4 separate regions of the Mus musculus genome follow, and all the other regions are linked to region 4. The links are chromatin contacts, called in public Hi-C, capture Hi-C and promoter capture Hi-C maps. All regions are on one chromosome and are shown on one strand. Each heading gives the region's core, a stretch centred on a gene start, on an enhancer-like site or on the middle of the called end of the contact. The rest is flanking DNA. Distances are from core to core; before and after follow the strand shown. Region 1 holds the start of Usp15 (ubiquitin specific peptidase 15). Region 2 holds the start of Mon2 (MON2 homolog, regulator of endosome to Golgi trafficking). Region 3 holds the start of Tmbim4 (transmembrane BAX inhibitor motif containing 4). Region 4 holds the start of BC048403 (cDNA sequence BC048403).

Region 1 (3,959 bases), core at 470-2,969, 1.5 Mb after region 4:
TCATCAAGGTTCTTAATTACACAAAGTGTTTGCCGTCTTACAAACTAAGGATCCAAGAACTTCAATTCAGGTCCCCCAGCTGTCGCCTATTAGCTAACTCGAAAATGATTCCAACCCCACAGCACTTGTCTGGAATTAATGGCAGAAATAAAAAAGATCACTAAAACTTAGTATTTCATGAATACCAGATAGTTCAGAATATTTAGCTGAATTAATATAGAGCAAACACAATAACATCGTTATTGCTCTTTGAACAGATGGAGATGCGGAGGCTCAATGGCTTGGATGAATTTGCTTCCAAGTCACACTGCAAAGTATGAGGTGGACCTGTGAATAAATCAGGTCTAAGTCTCTTTCCACCGCGCCACACTGGAGTGCCTAACAAGCACTTGAGAACTGTGAATAAATCAGGTCTTAAGTCTCTTTCCACTAGCCACACTGGAGTACCTAACAGGCACTTGAGACGCTATAAACCACTAGTACGGAGACAGAAGGAAGGAAAAGTAACTTAGGAAGAAAGAAAGAAAGAAAGAAAGAACGAAAGAACACACAGGCACACTGCCCTTCCCCTAAAACAGAACTTTCCCTTTATTTAAATAATTCTGTAAGTTAACTGCTTTGGCTGACGAGTGTTAAATTTTGTACATGCTTCCTCTAGTTATTTAGGTACAGTACCCTCTTATTTTGGCATTTTACAAGTTTGAATATGAGCAAGCCTTTAAGCTTCAAGTGGACTTATCTACTTTCTGCAGGCCTACGTTATCCTTCAAACCGGAGGGAAGGGCTGCACTTCCAAACAGAAGCGCTGCCGGCTCCTATCGAGCCAGGAGCAAAGCACAGGACCACGTGGTGCCTCTCTCTCTCTCTCTCTCTCTCTCTCTCTCTCTCTCTCTCTCTCTCTCTCTCTCAAGAAAAAAAAATTAAAAAAACAAGGTCCCTACACCGCTCCCTCCTTTTTGACAAGGAAGTGGAAATTAGGGGTTTCCTTTTCAGCGGAGCCCTGACACACACCACCTGTGTGGTCCCCGCCGCAAACATCCTGAAGCCCGGCTCCCGGAAGACTACAAGGATCGGAATAATGGGGAACTTGGGTGCGGACGACGCCGGGGAAGGAGTGACCAGAGAAGCGCGGCGGGCGAGCGAGGAGGAGCGGCGCGACCGGGATCTGTCAAAAAAAAAAAAAAAAAAAAAAAAAAAAAAAAAAAAACCAGCGGCAGGCAGGCTCACGCCGAGCCACTGCACCCGGGCTCCGCCAAGGCCCCAAGTGGGAGCGGCACTGCCGGAGGGAGGAGGACCCGGAGCCCCGCGAGCCCCGGCCGCCGCTTCCGCGCAGCCCCGGGCGCGCACCGCCCACCGCGAGCCCCGGCCCTCTGCGCCGGTCCAACCTTTGCCCCCAAAATCTGCTGCCTGAGCGGCCGCCGCCGGACCTGTCCGCACCTGTCACCAGCCGGCGACACCAGCCCACCGCTCCCGCCCAGCTCTCCGCCAGCCTCGGGCCCCCGCGGGCCCCGCGACCCCGTTCCCTACCAGGTGTCCCCTTTCCGGAGCGAGGTTTTGAGCAGCGTCGCGATGTCAGAACGCTGGGTGTCCAGGTCCGCCGCTCCGCCTTCCGCCATCTTCTTCCACTAGCCGTAGCGGAGGCGGCGGCGACGGCGGCGGCACGCCCCGGAGCATTGTGGGAATGGCGTCCCCGGCCCCGCCCCGCCGGCAGGTCTGTACCAAATGGGGCGCGAGGGCGGGGGTCTGGGGGCGTGGCTCGGCGGGGAGCGCGGCGGGTGCGCGCCTGCGCCCTGCTGCCCCCTCGGGTCCCCGCACGCCCCGCAGCACGGCGTGGTCGCCGCCGCCGCCCCAGACCTCTGAGTTTGCACGGTTCTCACCGGGTGCCGCGCTTTCTCTCCCTGCCTTTGCCCTGCCCTGCTCGGACTCTCCTTGCCATGCTGGCCCTTTTCTTGCCGCAGCCGCCTCCAAACCCATGTTTTTGCGGGTTCACTCCTACTGGAGGGCGGGGCCGGCTGGGACATGGCAGAAAGCGCGCAGTTCCGTGACTTGGGGCTTTTCCTTTCCAGCCGCAGAGCCCAAGCCCACTGAATATTGGCACAAAGAGGGCTCTGAAACCAAAGGTTTGGGCGCAGTGCCCTTCCTAGGTTCTTCCCAGCTCTCCCATGCTTGCTGTCTGTAGGGACTTCTACCTTTCATAAGCTCTTTGTGACGCCTCCTAGCGCGCGTGGACACACACACACACACACACACACACACACACACACACACACACGTTAGCTGCAGTGCAAAACATGTCCCAGTTTCTAGGTGAACAAGCAGTTAAAGATGTATTGAATAAGGCCAGGTACTGAAGGGGGTTAGAAACGTGGGAGAAACCTCATGGGCGTCAAATTAGCATTCCCCTAGATTAAATTTCATGGTTGTATATGCCTAAAGTTAGACTCGATAATACAAGCTGCATTTGAAGGCAACAATTACAAACGGGGAAATTGAGCCTCTTAAAAATCAAATGCCAAGGTCACACGGCAACTGGAAGTGCAAGGTTATCGCACAGATTTCAAATCCCCAGTACTCAGTACCTCCATGAAAGGCTGAATTAAGATACAAACTCCGTAAAAGCTGCAACTAAGTTCTCTTTATAATTTGGCGTGTGAGTGTGCGTGTGTGTGCGTGTGTGTGCGTGTGTGTGTGTGTGTGTGTGTGTGTGTGTGTGTGTGTGCACTGCGGTTTAATGGTCTAGTACCATTCTACACCATTTGAGGCAAACGTTTCAAAATTAACTAAGGCAAAACTGCTGTTTCTAAGAATGAAGACGGCTACCTCAGTAGAACAGTAGGTGACAAGTTAAAGGATGGGCAATGGTCTCTCCATTTTTTAAGCCTCCTAGTTTTGGTGGGAAACTCAGTAAGGAAGGGGGTGCCTGCATTAGTGAGGACTGCTGGCCCATCCAAGAGAAAGCAGTGTTTCCCTGGTTAGGGTTTGTCAGCTTGACAGAAACTAAAGTCACTTGGAAAGAGGGGAACCTTAATTATGGGATTGCCTCCCTTAGAGTAGCCTGTGATGAGTCAGTGGAGCATTTTCTTGTTTAACGATCGGTGTGGTAAACCCACTGTGGGCAGGTGGTCCTGAGTTGTGTAAGAAAACAAGCTGAGCAAGCCATAAAAAGCAGTGTCCGTCCACGTACTCTGCTCTGGGTTCCTGTTGAGCTCTGGCTGTGACCTTCCCCTAGCGTAAGCCACCCAGACCCTTTCTTTCCTAAGTTGCCTTTGGTCAGAATGCTTTGTTGCAGCAATAGAAAACAACTAGCACAACCGGTGTGTATTGGCGTCATACTTGAGTGAGTCAGTATGTGACTGCTTGTTTCTGCGCAGTACTCTCTTTGTATTACTTCAGCCTCAATGAGTCTAAAAGTCATTTCCATTTACGGCTATTTCTTATGTTATTTGACCACTCCTGATTATAAAACCGAGTTTTCCTAACTATGGACATTCTCAGTTGTTATATATCCACACCCCCCATCCCCATCTTCTACCACTCTGTGAAGGAAAGCAAAGTAAGTTTTCAAAGAGAGACAACTTGGTATGCAAAGAATATGCTGTATCCTCATACATACATGGCTTCGGATCTCTAGCTGCCAACACTTAATCTGTAGTCTATTTACAAATTTAAATAGTATAATATTTATCTTAAAGGATTTTAAAAGCATGCAGTGCATTTATTTTCTAGATGAGTTGAGTGTGTGCCTGTGACAGCCTACTGTGGAGATCACAAGTCAACGTTGCAGGCGTCAGCTCTCTCTACTATGAGGGTCTCAGGGGATCAGACTTGGGTAAGTCACAATTATGCCTGCTGAGCCAAATTGCCAACCTAGCCTTTTAACAGTTTTTGAACTTTACTTTATCTTATTTTTCAGAAAGGATCCCATGCGTCCCAGGTTGTCAGTGCAACAGAAGATGACT
Region 2 (4,090 bases), core at 994-3,493, 1.3 Mb after region 4:
TTTTTTTCCTTTTTTTTTTTCTTTTTTTTTTTTTTCTTTTTTTTTTTTTTTTTGTTTGTTTTTCGAGACAGGGTTTCTCTGTGTAGCCCTGGCTGTCCTGGAACTCACTTTGTAGACCAGACTGGCGTTGAACTCAGAAATCCACCTGCCTCTGCCTCCCAAGTGCTGGGACTAAAGGTAACTGGAACAAACAGGTAAAAGCAAGGCACTCATGGAAAATTTCAAGATTCCTGACAAGTCTGCATTCTAAACTTTACTAGTCAAGTTCTAATTATAAAACTTCTTACAGTATTCATAAAGATAGTTGTAAGTAGAAAAATATGAACTCACTCTGTAACATTTAATAGCAAGTAGTATGATAAAATTTCAGGTATACTAAGTAAGCTATATTAACTAGGAAATAAAATTAACTATTTTTACATATCTTTGAACTACACTATTTTTAAAGTTTTTTTTTAGATGTATTCATTTTTGTTATATTTGTATGGGTGTTTTGCTTGTAGGTATGCCTGCACACCACATGTGTGCCTGGTGTCTTTGGAGACCAGAAGAAAGAGGTCAGATCCCTTGAAACTGGAATTACACAAGATTGTGAGCCACCATGTAGGTGCTGGGAATTGAACAAGGGACTTCTGGAAGAGCAGCAAGTGCTCTTAACTGCCGAGCCTGACCCCTGAACTACAATAGTTTAAAAATGTGAAAGGGCAGTTTTTAAAATATTTCAACAAAAATGGAATCTTAAAAGAAAAAAGTCAGGCATTAGTGACTAAACTCAATTTTTCAATTCAATATCTGGAAAATTTTATTAGCATACATTGAGCTCCCTGATACTCGTCCTGTGAGCCCCAGTCATCATCACCATCACCACCATCGGTTTTGGAAACAAGGTCTCTTTATGTACCCTGGTTGTCCTGGTGTCCACTCTCTAACTCACAGAGATCCACTCGCATCTGAGTATTGGAGCTAAAAGTTTGGCTACCACACCCGGTCTCCTATACTGGTACCACAATTTTCAGCTATTCTACAGCTGAAAAACAACAACAACAACAACAACAACAACAACAAATTATGCACCCAAGAGGCTATATATACTCAGATATATTTGTTTTGCAAAGCATCCTACTAGAATACTGCTTGTGCAGGGCTTAACATGGTTATCGTAGGCCTTGACCATTTGCTGTAATTTGGGGCTCTAGTTTATCACGACGATTAGATTTTTAGGTGGGCTGAATAACACAGACAAGAAGGAAATGTTCCCACACACTATGCCCACCTAAGTATGGAGAACGGATTCCGCTACAGCGGTGGATACTCATTCTTAGGAGCAATATACCTGACTCGAGTGTCACCAAACCGGCTCACTCATGGAACTTCGCTCCGAAATAAACATAACAAGAGAATGGAAGAAATCAAATCTCCTTGGAACTCTCAAAAGAATTCTACGAACAGCCTTTGCTGGGCAATCACCAAACTTAACTGGCGGAATGAAAATTAGTATAGGTGTTGGGGAATCGAGGAAAGCGGTCTACGAGGACCAGGGAGCGCTCGTGACGTTCCCCCCCCCCGCCCCTGACGTCGCCTGGGACCTACCTCCTTGACAGGTGGGAACTTCTTCTTGCATTCTAGTGACAAGGCCCGCAGGTCGCTCTGCATATTCTCCAGCAGCTTCTTCACAGCCTCGGGGCTGTTGGTGCAGGACATGGTCCCTCCAGGTCACCGCCGATCTGGGACCAGCACTACCAAGCAGGCACTGTCAGCAGCTTGCGCGGCCCGCAGCCAGCCGGCGGCTCCTCAGTCTTCCTTAGCCGGGGCCCAGGGCTCGGCGGGCGGGCGGGCGGGCGGGCGCACGGCCGGAGCCGGGCTGCGTCTCCCGAGGCGTGCCCGAGTTCCCCCCGGGCCGCCCCGCACCGCCGCCGGCCGCTCGCCGAAACCTGCCCGCAGCGGTGCAGCCCCACCAGGCTCCACCGGCGCCGGCTCAGGAGCCCACCAGACGGGCAGGTCCCTCCCGCTGCCGCGGGGCCTGGCCACGGCGGGCGTCACCGGCCGAGCTGGCCACAAGCTTCAGCGATGCCCGCCCCGGGTGCCCAGACCCGCCGACGCCATTAGCCCAGTCGCCCACAATTCCGAGCGCGGCCCGGACACGTCAGCCGCACTTCCGGACTCCGGGCCCCGCCCCCGCCCGGGCCAATCCGGAGGCGAGTCTCTGGAGGGGCGGGGCCGAGCGAGAAGCCCAGAACGAGCTCCAGCTGGGCAGTGCGGACCCCGCCCCCGCCGTCGACGCAGGTGGCCGGCACAGCTGCGCAGGCGCGTCCTGTTTTTTTTGGCTGGCTGGTAACCTGGGGATGATCGGAGGTGTCTCCCTACGTCTGTTTGTGATCCATTCTCTTCTGCTATAAATATTTGCTTTTTTTAAAAAATGAATTTGTCTTGTCCGTCACTTCTGCCTCCTTGATCCCCACCCCCCTGACTTAAAACACAAATCAGCGTCTTGCTCCTACCTCCCCGGCCTGGGGAACCTAAACGACAATCCTGCGGAGTTATCCAAATCGACTGACTTTGGTTTATTTAACTGCGGAGTCGTCCCTGATTTTCCTTATCTGTTAACAAGACTCCTCCTGCTCCCCGCCCCCTCCCCGCCTTCCACCGACAGATCCCTTTTATGTTTTTATTTTGCTTTGTTTTTGTTATCTCCCCGCCCCACCCACCCACCTCCCTGACTGTATACCTAGAACATACTAGGTAATTGACGCTCAAATAAGGAACCAATTCATTAGATCAGAAGTGCCAAATAAATGTAAGGCAAAAACTAACGTGAGCTTTTTCGATGTTCCAGGTGAGTCTATTTTTGCCCAAGACATTTCTCTGTTGTAATAAGCAGGAAGCAGAAATAATTTCAGCGTATTGTTCGGATGAGCAAAGCCAGCCTGTGTGGATTGAAGTTGGAAGAGGAGGAAGCTATGTCTGTGTTAAGCTATGTCTGTGAGACTGATTGGAACGTCTTGATTATGGGAAGATGGAATGTTGCAAGTCTAGAATCTAACTATCTTGGTTATCTTTTGCCCCCAGGTATCCACTTACTGTCATCTCTGTGTTTGACCTAACACCCTTGTCTTTTTTTTTTTTTTTTTTTTTTTTTTTTTTTTTTTTTGGAATGTGCCATCAGATTCCTAACTTCCAATGACTCAAAGGCGATCACTATCAGATAGTCCCTGAGGGGCGTGACAGAAAGTTTCCAGTTTTGCTGTAACTCACCTACCTGATGTTCTCAACCTCTGAGTGGAACTACCCTTTCACAGGGGTGGGTGGCCTAAGACCGTCAGATATTTATGCTATTGTTCATAACAGTAGCAAGATTACAGTTACGAAGTAGTATTGAAGATAATTTTCTGGTTGGGAGTCAGCACAACATGAGGAACTGTGTTAAATGGTGGCAGCGTTAGGAAGGCTGAGAACCCCTGCTCTAATGCATTTGTCAAATGCCTTAAGGGAGTCTTTGCTTTGTTATAAAAACTTTATGAAAATGCTACTGTGTTGGATGGTGGTGTTTGGGGGCAACCTGAATCTGTCTTCCTGAGCCTTGGTCCTTCATGTTGGGCTACAGAACAGATTAGGTCTTACTTTCTTTGAGTTGGGAGCTGTATTTTGAAGTTTTCTGAAATGATCTAATAACTGGGCTACTAACACAGATTCTAACACAATGTTTTGGGTTTATTATAGATAGCTTTGGCACAACTTACTGAAAATAATTTTCTTTCATCTTTGACACCTTTGTAGAGTTGAGGAATTCAAGTTGAAATTTTGTTTTGCTTTTGTTGTTGTTGTTGTTTTGTTTTGTTTTCTTTGAGACAGGGTCTCACTGTGTAGCTCTGGATGTCCTAAAACTCACTAGGTAGACCAGGCCAGCCTCAGACTCACAGAGCTCTGCCTGCCTCTGCCTCTGCCTCTCTGCCTCTGCCTTTGCCTCTGCCTCCTCTGCCTCTGCCTCTGCCTCTGCCTCTGCCTCTGCCTCTGCCTCTGCCTCTGCCTCTGCCTCTGCCTCTGCCTCTGCCTCTGCCTCTGCCTCTGCCTCTGCCTCTGCCTCTGCCTCTGC
Region 3 (3,951 bases), core at 244-2,743, 1.5 Mb before region 4:
TAGAGAGTAAGTCTGGATTTGTGGTCATTCTTTTTATGGTATGGGATGGGAACTTTATATAGATGTGTATATTAAAAATATTTCCCAGTCCATAGTTTGCTTTTACTCTTTTATAATGAAATTTACTCCTAGGTGTTCTCAATTTTATATAGTGTGTCAATCTTTGTAGATTAAATAATCTTTGCTTTCTTCAAATTATAAAGAGATTATTTTATATAACTTTAAGTTCTAATATTTTGTCTTTCACATAGGGGGCACAATCTAGCTAGAATTATTTTTTTCTGAATGAGATATTGGTGTTGTCTTTAGATAATAAAAAGATGGTTGCCAATTCTTCTCCAGTTTGCCTTCTATAATAAATACTATTCTTACCTTTATTGAAGTGAGTAACAACATGTTTAAAAAATAATAAAAAGCTAAGCATGTTTCATTCTTGTTATTGTGGAACATATCTGAAAAAAGTTTCCTGAAAATATTACATTTTTAGTTTTAGAATAGACAGTTCTTCAATATTTTGAATCCCACTTGCTGTCTTTGGGATGAGTCAAAGTAAACTCATAGAAATAATTACAAGTGGGCCGGTTGGTACGCCTTTAATCCCAGCACTCATGAGACAGAGGCAGGTGGATCTCTGAGTTCAAGACCAGTCTGGTCTACATAATGAGTCTCACGGCAGCTAGATGCATATTGAGACCCTTAAAACAATAAAGATAAATAAAGTTAGTGGTGTCCTGGAATATTTCTTTGGCGAGTCTACACCTCATGCTTGCAATAGTGTCATGACAGATGCATTTTGTTATCGCCACTTTCTCTGTCCTTCTTCCTTTGGTTTTGGTTTCGGTCACGAATTCTATATTTGGCATTCAGTGGTCTTGCCTTTGTTCATCTGTCCAGCCTCATTCTTTGGCACTTGTCCTGTACACCACCACGATGACTTTGCCCTCTCAATTCACAAACATCGAATCCGTGAAAACCTGAATTACGCCCATGGGGTGGGGGTGGGATGGGGGTGGGGGTGGATTCCTACTTGTCTTTCAAGATGAAGGATTATTTAACTTTAAAAGCAGGGGGGGGGGTCTGTTTTAAAAGAAATGGTCAATAAATGAAGGCCTAAATGTTGCTTTAAAATAATTTTACTTAAAAGTGCATTCCTGGACCAAGTATTGAAGTGAATTAATGAGAGGTTGTTGATTGATACCGTAATCTTTCTATCTTGTTTAGCACTCTTTCTGGAAGAGATTCTCTAGAGGCCTAGAGGAACTTTTAAAGAAAATCCTAGAAAAAACTCCCTTGCGATGACGTGGGAGAGAGCAATCTGTCTCCTACTAGAAAGCAACCTCCTCTCCTAGTGGAGACTTTTCCATGGGAGCGATCGACTGGTTCGGCGCTCGCTGCAGAGAGGCAGTTCGGCTAGTTCTGTCTGGCGGCCATCCCGGAAGTGGGTGAAGGCGGTTGTGGTCAGTGTAGGCTCCCACTTCGGCCGGGGCAGGTGCGGGCGGGCACTGCTGGCGACATGGCCGACACGGACCCGGGCTATCCCCGCTCGTCCATCGAGGATGACTTCAACTACGGCAGCTGCGTGGCGTCGGCCAGCGTGCACATCCGCATGGGTATGTGGCGGGGGTCAGGGGGACCAAGTGACCAGAGGGAGACATAGTTGTCTTCTAGAGGTGTGGGCCGGGTCGCCTAGGTCAGCGGTCCTCAACCTGAGGGTCGCAAGCGGGACCCTTTCACAGGGGGTCGCCTAAGGCCATCTGCACATCAGATATTTACATTACGATTCGTGACAGTAGCAAAATTACAGTTCTGGAGTAGGGACAGATATAATTGCATGTTTGGGGTCAGCACACCAGGAGGATCCATATCAAGCATTGGAAATCACGGGCTGATGCCCTCATTTATTTGTTCCCCGTGCTGAGACCTTACCATCCTAGTCATTACTGTCTCCCCGTGGGGTACAGAACTCGGCATACGTGTGTGTGATGACTGAGAAGTTTCCCAGACCGACGCATAAAGTCACGGCGACTCAAAGTTATTACTTTGAGTTTAGGCTGTTCGTTGACGCGTAACGAAGCGGAATTCACTGTCCACCAAAGGTCACTTTACAGAAATGGACCTGCCTGGGCAGCTCAAACCGGTTCTGGATTTAAAAAAAAAAAAAAAAAATGAAGGTGGTTCTGACGCATCTAGAATCTTGGTACTTACCTAGCCCGATATTCCTGTAATGAATTTTGAAATTATTTTGACAAGTGAGCTCAGCTTTTAAAATATATTCATTATGAAAAAGTACTGGTAGCCAAAAAATTGCTACCCTAGACACCTTTGAGGTACCAAGCAGTAATGTTTTGTCGCCCTGTGGTATTTCCTATCCAGCCAGAACTTAGTCATCTTTCAAAGCAAAAGTGAAATTGTATCCATAAGTAACTCGCCATTGCCAGCCTCCTCTGCCCTGGGCAACTCCCATTTCTTCAGTCTTTATGAAACGGTTAGAACTGCCTCAGTAAAAAAGAAATCATACATGTTAGCCGTTGTGACTGGCATGTTTCTATTAATGTCTTCAAAGCTCACCCATGTCATAGTGTATGTGTGTCCGACTGTCATTCTTCCTTTCTCTCAGGCCTAGTCCAGAATGCCACGTAGTTAAGATCATGTGTGTTGGGTGTTTTATTTATTTTTTTCCTCTTCAGATCTACATTATTCACTTGGTACTGCCGTGTGTACTTACGATTCCCCACCCCTATCCTCCGTGGCCGGATTGCTGACTAGCCCTTGCTATAGAAGCGTCCTCTGCTTTCTCTTTGTGCCTGAGTACTTTTCTTTCTTCAACTCAAGGTCGTTCTCTTGAATGCTCAAGCATTTGGGCAGTTATGGATAAAACTGTTTTGCAAACTCCCCTGGGTTTTGTGTGTGTGTGTGTGTGTGTATTTGTGTGTACATAGTTTCAACTCATTTAGATAAATACCTAGGCGCATGGTAGCTGGGTGGTACACAAGAGTGGACTTTGTACTGTAAGAAACCACTAGACTGTGACCCTGCATTCCTAGCAACAAAGAATGAATTCTTCTTCATCCATGCCATAATTTGGTGCAGTCATTAATTAATTTGGATTTGGGCAATTTTAATAGGTTTTCTCTCTTTCTTTTTTTTTTTTTTTGTTTTTTGTTTTGTTTGTTTTTGTTTGTTTGTTTTGTTTTGCTTTGCTTACCGGGTATATCTTTTGCAAATATTGTCTCCCAATCTGTGGCCTGTCCTTTCATTCCCTTGATAGTACCCATTTTGAAAAGTACTTTGTTGTTTGAGCATTTAGCACATGCACTTGATGTGCGTTGATCACATCTATCCCCCCCACCCCAGCCCCTCAGTTCCTCCTTATCCCTGCACTGCTTTTCCCTCTGAACTTCATGTGCTCCTTGTTAAAAACAAAACCCACTGAGTCCAGCAGGGCTGCCGCCATGAGCATGGTGGTAGGACATACAGCATGGGTAGCCACATAGTGTTGTAGAAGGAAACTGGCTCTCCCTGTCTTAGTCACTGCTCTATTGCTGTGAAAAGACACCATGACCATGGCAACTCTTACAAGGGAAAACATTTCATTGGGGACATGCTTACAGTTTGAGAGGCTCAGTCCACTATCATCATGGCGTGGAGCATGGCAGCGTGCAGGCAGGTGCTAGAGCAGTACCTGAGAGTTACACCCTGATCCATAGCAAAGAATGAGACAGACTCAGGGCTCATTCTGGGCTTTTGAAACCTCAAAGCCCACCCCTAGTGACACACTGCCTCCAACGAAGCCATGCCTCCTAATCCTTCTAATCCTTTCAAATAGTTCCATTCCCTGGTTACTAAGCATTTAAATATAAGAGCCTATAGGGGCCATTCATACTCACGCCACACCCCCAGGAGTCATCAACTGCTCATAGCTTCTCTGGTGATCCATTTGAATCCGTTTGA
Region 4 (4,029 bases), core at 395-2,894:
AAAATTAAGAAAGACACCTGAAACAATAATATCCGGTCTCTACATGAAAGCACATACTGAGTATGTGCACTCAAACACACAGGCACACACTCATGTGAACACATGCCCCTACAACACACACACACACACACACACACACACACACACACACACACACACATTCCTGCTTGTTCCAGCCCCACTCACTCTGGCCCAAAGATTTATTTATTTATTATATGTAAGTACACTGTAGCTGTCTTCACACACACCAGAAGAGGGCGTCTGATCTCATTACAGATGGTTGTGAGCCACCATGTGGTTGCCGGGATTTGAACTCAGGACCTCCAGAAGAACAGTCAGTGCTCTTAACTGCTGAGCCATCTCTCCAGCCCACATAACAATATTTGAAACTTATTTTGGGTCTGGGTATCATTGACACACAGTAGGCAGAGGCCTCGGACTATTCAAGACCAACTCTCTCTACACAGACCCTTCAGCAGAAAGAAGTTTCACTTCATAAGGAGTATAGTAGTTAGCCTGCATTCTTTTGAATGGTTCAATTGGGTATAAAAATTGCATTTCATATTTCTCTTGAGACTAGTATGTACATAGCCTTTCAAACACGTGTTTTTGTGTGAGTATACCTGCGTGCTCATGTGGAAGTCAGGGGATAACGTGCAGGACTCAGCACTCCTCATGTAGGTTTCTAGCATCTGACTCAGAGCCTCAGGCAGGGCAGCGAGTGCCCCTACACAGTCATCTCAACAGGTCCATAACCTCTCGTTTTTACTGGTTAGAAAGAGATCTTGGCCCATTAAAACTTAAAACATTAGCCCTTTGTCTGGCATACCCTGTGACTATTTTTCCTAGGTTTGCATTATGTGAGAAGAAGGACTTTTAGGGACTGGGAAGAAAGCCAAAGGAAGATGAAGAGAGGAGTGTAAGAGAGAGAAGGAGAGATGGACATGGTCAAAGCATGATATATTCATGCGTGGAAATGTCCCAGTGAAACTCTCTAATTCGTACAATTTATACGTGAAATATTTCAAAGCACACTTGTGAGCTGAGATGGTTTAGTGTTCTTAAATGTCGTATGAACGTGTGAAGAAACTGCATGACAAAATGCACCGATTTCATGGGAAGTCATTCCTGACTCTGAGAACCCCCGCAAGGAAGCTTCATGGAGTTGGAGATGGATGGGCAACTCTGAAGAGAGTTGTAGCTCTGGAAGCTGACCGACTCATGCAGATCTGACTTAGCCAGGTATGTTAACTGATGGCGTGTGTCGGTTTGAAAACTAGGCGACTAGCTATGAACTCCTGTCTGGCTTCCATCTGACAACCTTGGTGGTGTAAGGGCTGATAAGGCTTCTGGCTCTGATGGACACGCAAGAGCTGACGTCAAGCCCGTGTGACGTCATCCGCGCTAAGGCGCTGGCCTCCAGGGGCCTCCGGAGGGCAGGAGACGTCCCGGGGCTGGAGGTGGCTCCGCTGCAGGTCTCTGGCTCTGGAAGCTCAGGTTCCTAGGCTTGGTAGCCACCTCCACCTTTCACCTCCGCCACGCCCTCTGCGAGCCCCGGGAGCATCCCGCCGCCAGCCGGCTCGCCCGCCCCGCCGCGGGCACGCGCACGCACGCAGCTGCGCACGCGCGTCCCCCTCAGAACCCGGAAGTGCGAGCGGAGCCACGTGGGTGGAGCTGGCGCGCAGGTCGCATGGGGGAGTCTATCCCGCTAGCCGCCCCGGTGCCGGTGGAACAGGCGGTGCTGGAGACGTTCTTCTCTCACCTGGGTATCTTCTCTTACGACAAGGCCAAGGACAATGTGGAGAAGGAACGAGAGGCCAACAAGAGCGCGGGGGGCAGCTGGCTGTCGCTGCTGGCGGCCTTGGCGCACCTGGCCGCGGCTGAGAAGGTCTATCACAGCCTCACCTACCTGGGGCAGAAACTAGGTACCTCCGCCCCGCCCCTGCCCCTGAGGAGGAAGGAAAGGGGGTGCGCTGCCTGGTCTGCTTGGCTTGGGTGCCTCGTCACTCCCAGCGGCAGGCTCCACTCTGCCCAGGTCTCCTCCCACCGGTGCCCCTTCTTCCCTAGTGTGCCGCAAGCTCCGCCCACCGGCCTGTGCCATCGCTGCCTAGGTGGACTGGGAGGATGCTCTTCCCTGGGCATGCTCCAAACCCCGTGGGTTTACGGTTTTGCACCGTGCATGGACTGGTTTCATAAATGACAAGTTAACCAAGTTCTGTGTCCCCGTTCTAACTCACTAGTTAGACCTCACTGCGGTCTGAGGAGCAAAAGCAGGCGATGGAAGCTAGGTGTGTTAATAAATGCTATTTTGTCTGGCCTCTTATACAGAGGGGCGTCCTGTCCCCTCTTCAGATCCTGGCCAGGAAGGGCAGGAATTATGCAAAACCTTAACTGGAGAAGCGTTAAGGGACAGGATAGTGAACACTGCTAGTCCTCATGTAAATTTTAACCCTCAAAATAAGATGCAGGACTACCACTACAAGAAACAGTCGGCTTCATAAAAGCCAAGGGCTGTGCATTCAAAGTATTACCTTTAATAATAATGACAAATGATAGCTGACTACCAAAAAATTGGAATAGGCAGTTGTAATACTTAGGTTTCTTCTTGACCCTTTAGTTATTACAAGTTGGAGGGCCTTTCGTGAGTGAAGGATACACATCTCTGGCATCAAAGAGAGTGAGAGTGTACGTTACATATAGAGTTGATCCCCTTCTATTGCCAGGTAGCTCGCTGAATACTGAACGTTTGGTAAACACTCTGGGCAAAGGACTTTCTGAGATGATAAGGCCTGTAGCTTTTCAAATGATTGTTACTTAGTTATTGGTAAAAAGTGGCCAGAGATTTTACTCTGTTTTTCTCTAATGGGCCCAAAGGTGCAATTGCTATTACAGGGTTACTGTCCTGTTTTCTACAGTGTAGTGAGTTGGGTATGCATTTTATGGGAGGTGGTGGGTCTCAAACCTGAACACACCTGCCTTGAATAACCAGATTGAGTGTGTGTGTGTGTGTGTGTGTGTGTGTGTATATATATATATATACATATATATGTATATATATCCTTTATTCAAAGCATGTACAAATATTATTTATATGATGACTATTCATGTATGCATTTGATATATATCATATATATGATACATTCTAGCAGTAATATCGAAGGTGGATAATATTCTGGCAGTTTGAGATGTTTTAGGCTTCCTCCCTATAAAAACAATGATTGACCCAGGTACCATGATTCTTAACTTTATTGTTGTTTGAGCCCATCCATAGGATTATCCTCCCCATATGTATGTATGTATGTATGTACCAGATATATAGAATGAGAAAGAGCAACTGGGTTTCCTAAAGTCCATATGTGGATCCCAGTAACTAACTAACTAACTAAGTCTGCACTAAGTTTGAATTGTATGCACCAGGATTTTGTGTAAAAAGAACTGGCCACCACGTCTACGAACCTGTACACGTCCTTTCCTGTCTCTGGCTTGGCTTCTGTGAAGTGGTCCTTATTGTATAAAGTGCTGAGTTCTGCTTGAACCTCAGCTGTCTTGTAGGGGAGCCTATCTCTCAGGTCATACCGTGAAACATGACTGGGGGCTCCAGGGCTGACCTCCCTTCTGAGTAAGTGTTCTAAAAATGACATGCTTAAGTCCTTTGTAACTTAAATGCTCAGGTAAATAGTCAGTATAAGTTTTGTCTTTGAATAGTGGTGCATGCATGATATTATGATTATCAGAGAATGGGAAAAATTATGATTTAAAGCAGTAACCATGTATTTTGGAATCCATACAAGTTTCTTTGTGAAGCAAAAATGAAACAATTATACATATTTTTAACATCTTTTGAAGCCTTGCTTGGGCATGGTGGTCCTTGTCCTCAGTCTGCCCACTCAGGAGCTAGAGGCAGGTGTGAGTTTGAGGCCATAGAGCAAGTTCCAAGCCAGCTGGGGTTGCATGGTGAGACCCTGTCTCAAAAGACAAAACAAAAGGGAACGTGGTCTGAGAAGTCTTTACAATTTTTTGAAAGTATAA

Evidence for each region. Promoter capture Hi-C pulls out the DNA fragments that hold promoters and counts their contacts. Hi-C and Micro-C count contacts between places; a contact is called where the count stands out from the background. Capture Hi-C pulls out chosen DNA fragments and counts their contacts.
Region 1: a Hi-C map of CD8 T cells shows a contact between it and region 4, with 6 times the contacts expected there. The contact joins the promoter of Usp15 here to the promoter of BC048403 in region 4. A contact is called at or near these places in 2 of 39 promoter capture datasets (the C10 cell line and pre-B cells), 2 of 484 Hi-C or Micro-C datasets (CD4 T cells and CD8 T cells), 2 of 115 datasets of contacts at active chromatin or transcription factors (pancreatic cancer cells and pro-B cells) and 1 of 9 other capture datasets (liver).
Region 2: a promoter capture Hi-C map of pre-B cells shows a contact between it and region 4, with 2.6 times the contacts expected there. The contact joins the promoter of Mon2 here to the promoter of BC048403 in region 4. A contact is called at or near these places in 2 of 39 promoter capture datasets (the C10 cell line and pre-B cells) and 2 of 484 Hi-C or Micro-C datasets (CD4 T cells and embryonic stem cells).
Region 3: a contact with region 4 is called in a capture Hi-C map of macrophages, with 3 times the contacts expected there. The contact joins the promoter of Tmbim4 here to the promoter of BC048403 in region 4. A contact is called at or near these places in 3 of 39 promoter capture datasets (liver, neutrophils and pre-B cells) and 1 of 9 other capture datasets (macrophages).

Annotation. Positions count from the first base shown.
Region 1 is chr10:123,195,300-123,199,258 of GRCm38.p6, forward strand. Usp15 (ubiquitin specific peptidase 15) reads right to left here and starts at 1,720. Exons shown (of 22, transcript NM_027604.4): 1 at 1,528-1,720. The coding sequence starts at 1,616. Gm4129 (a long non-coding RNA gene) reads left to right here. Exons shown (of 3, transcript XR_003949042.1): 1 at 1-1,711; 2 at 3,727-3,829; 3 at 3,914-3,959.
Region 2 is chr10:123,074,262-123,078,351 of GRCm38.p6, forward strand. It overlaps Mon2 (MON2 homolog, regulator of endosome to Golgi trafficking), which reads right to left and starts at 2,244. Exons shown (of 36, transcript NM_001163024.1): 1 at 1,591-2,244. The coding sequence starts at 1,701.
Region 3 is chr10:120,207,333-120,211,283 of GRCm38.p6, forward strand. Tmbim4 (transmembrane BAX inhibitor motif containing 4) reads left to right here and starts at 1,494. Exons shown (of 7, transcript NM_026617.3): 1 at 1,494-1,610. The coding sequence starts at 1,514.
Region 4 is chr10:121,738,286-121,742,314 of GRCm38.p6, forward strand. It overlaps BC048403 (cDNA sequence BC048403), which reads left to right and starts at 1,645. Exons shown (of 3, transcript NM_173022.3): 1 at 1,645-1,925. The coding sequence starts at 1,691.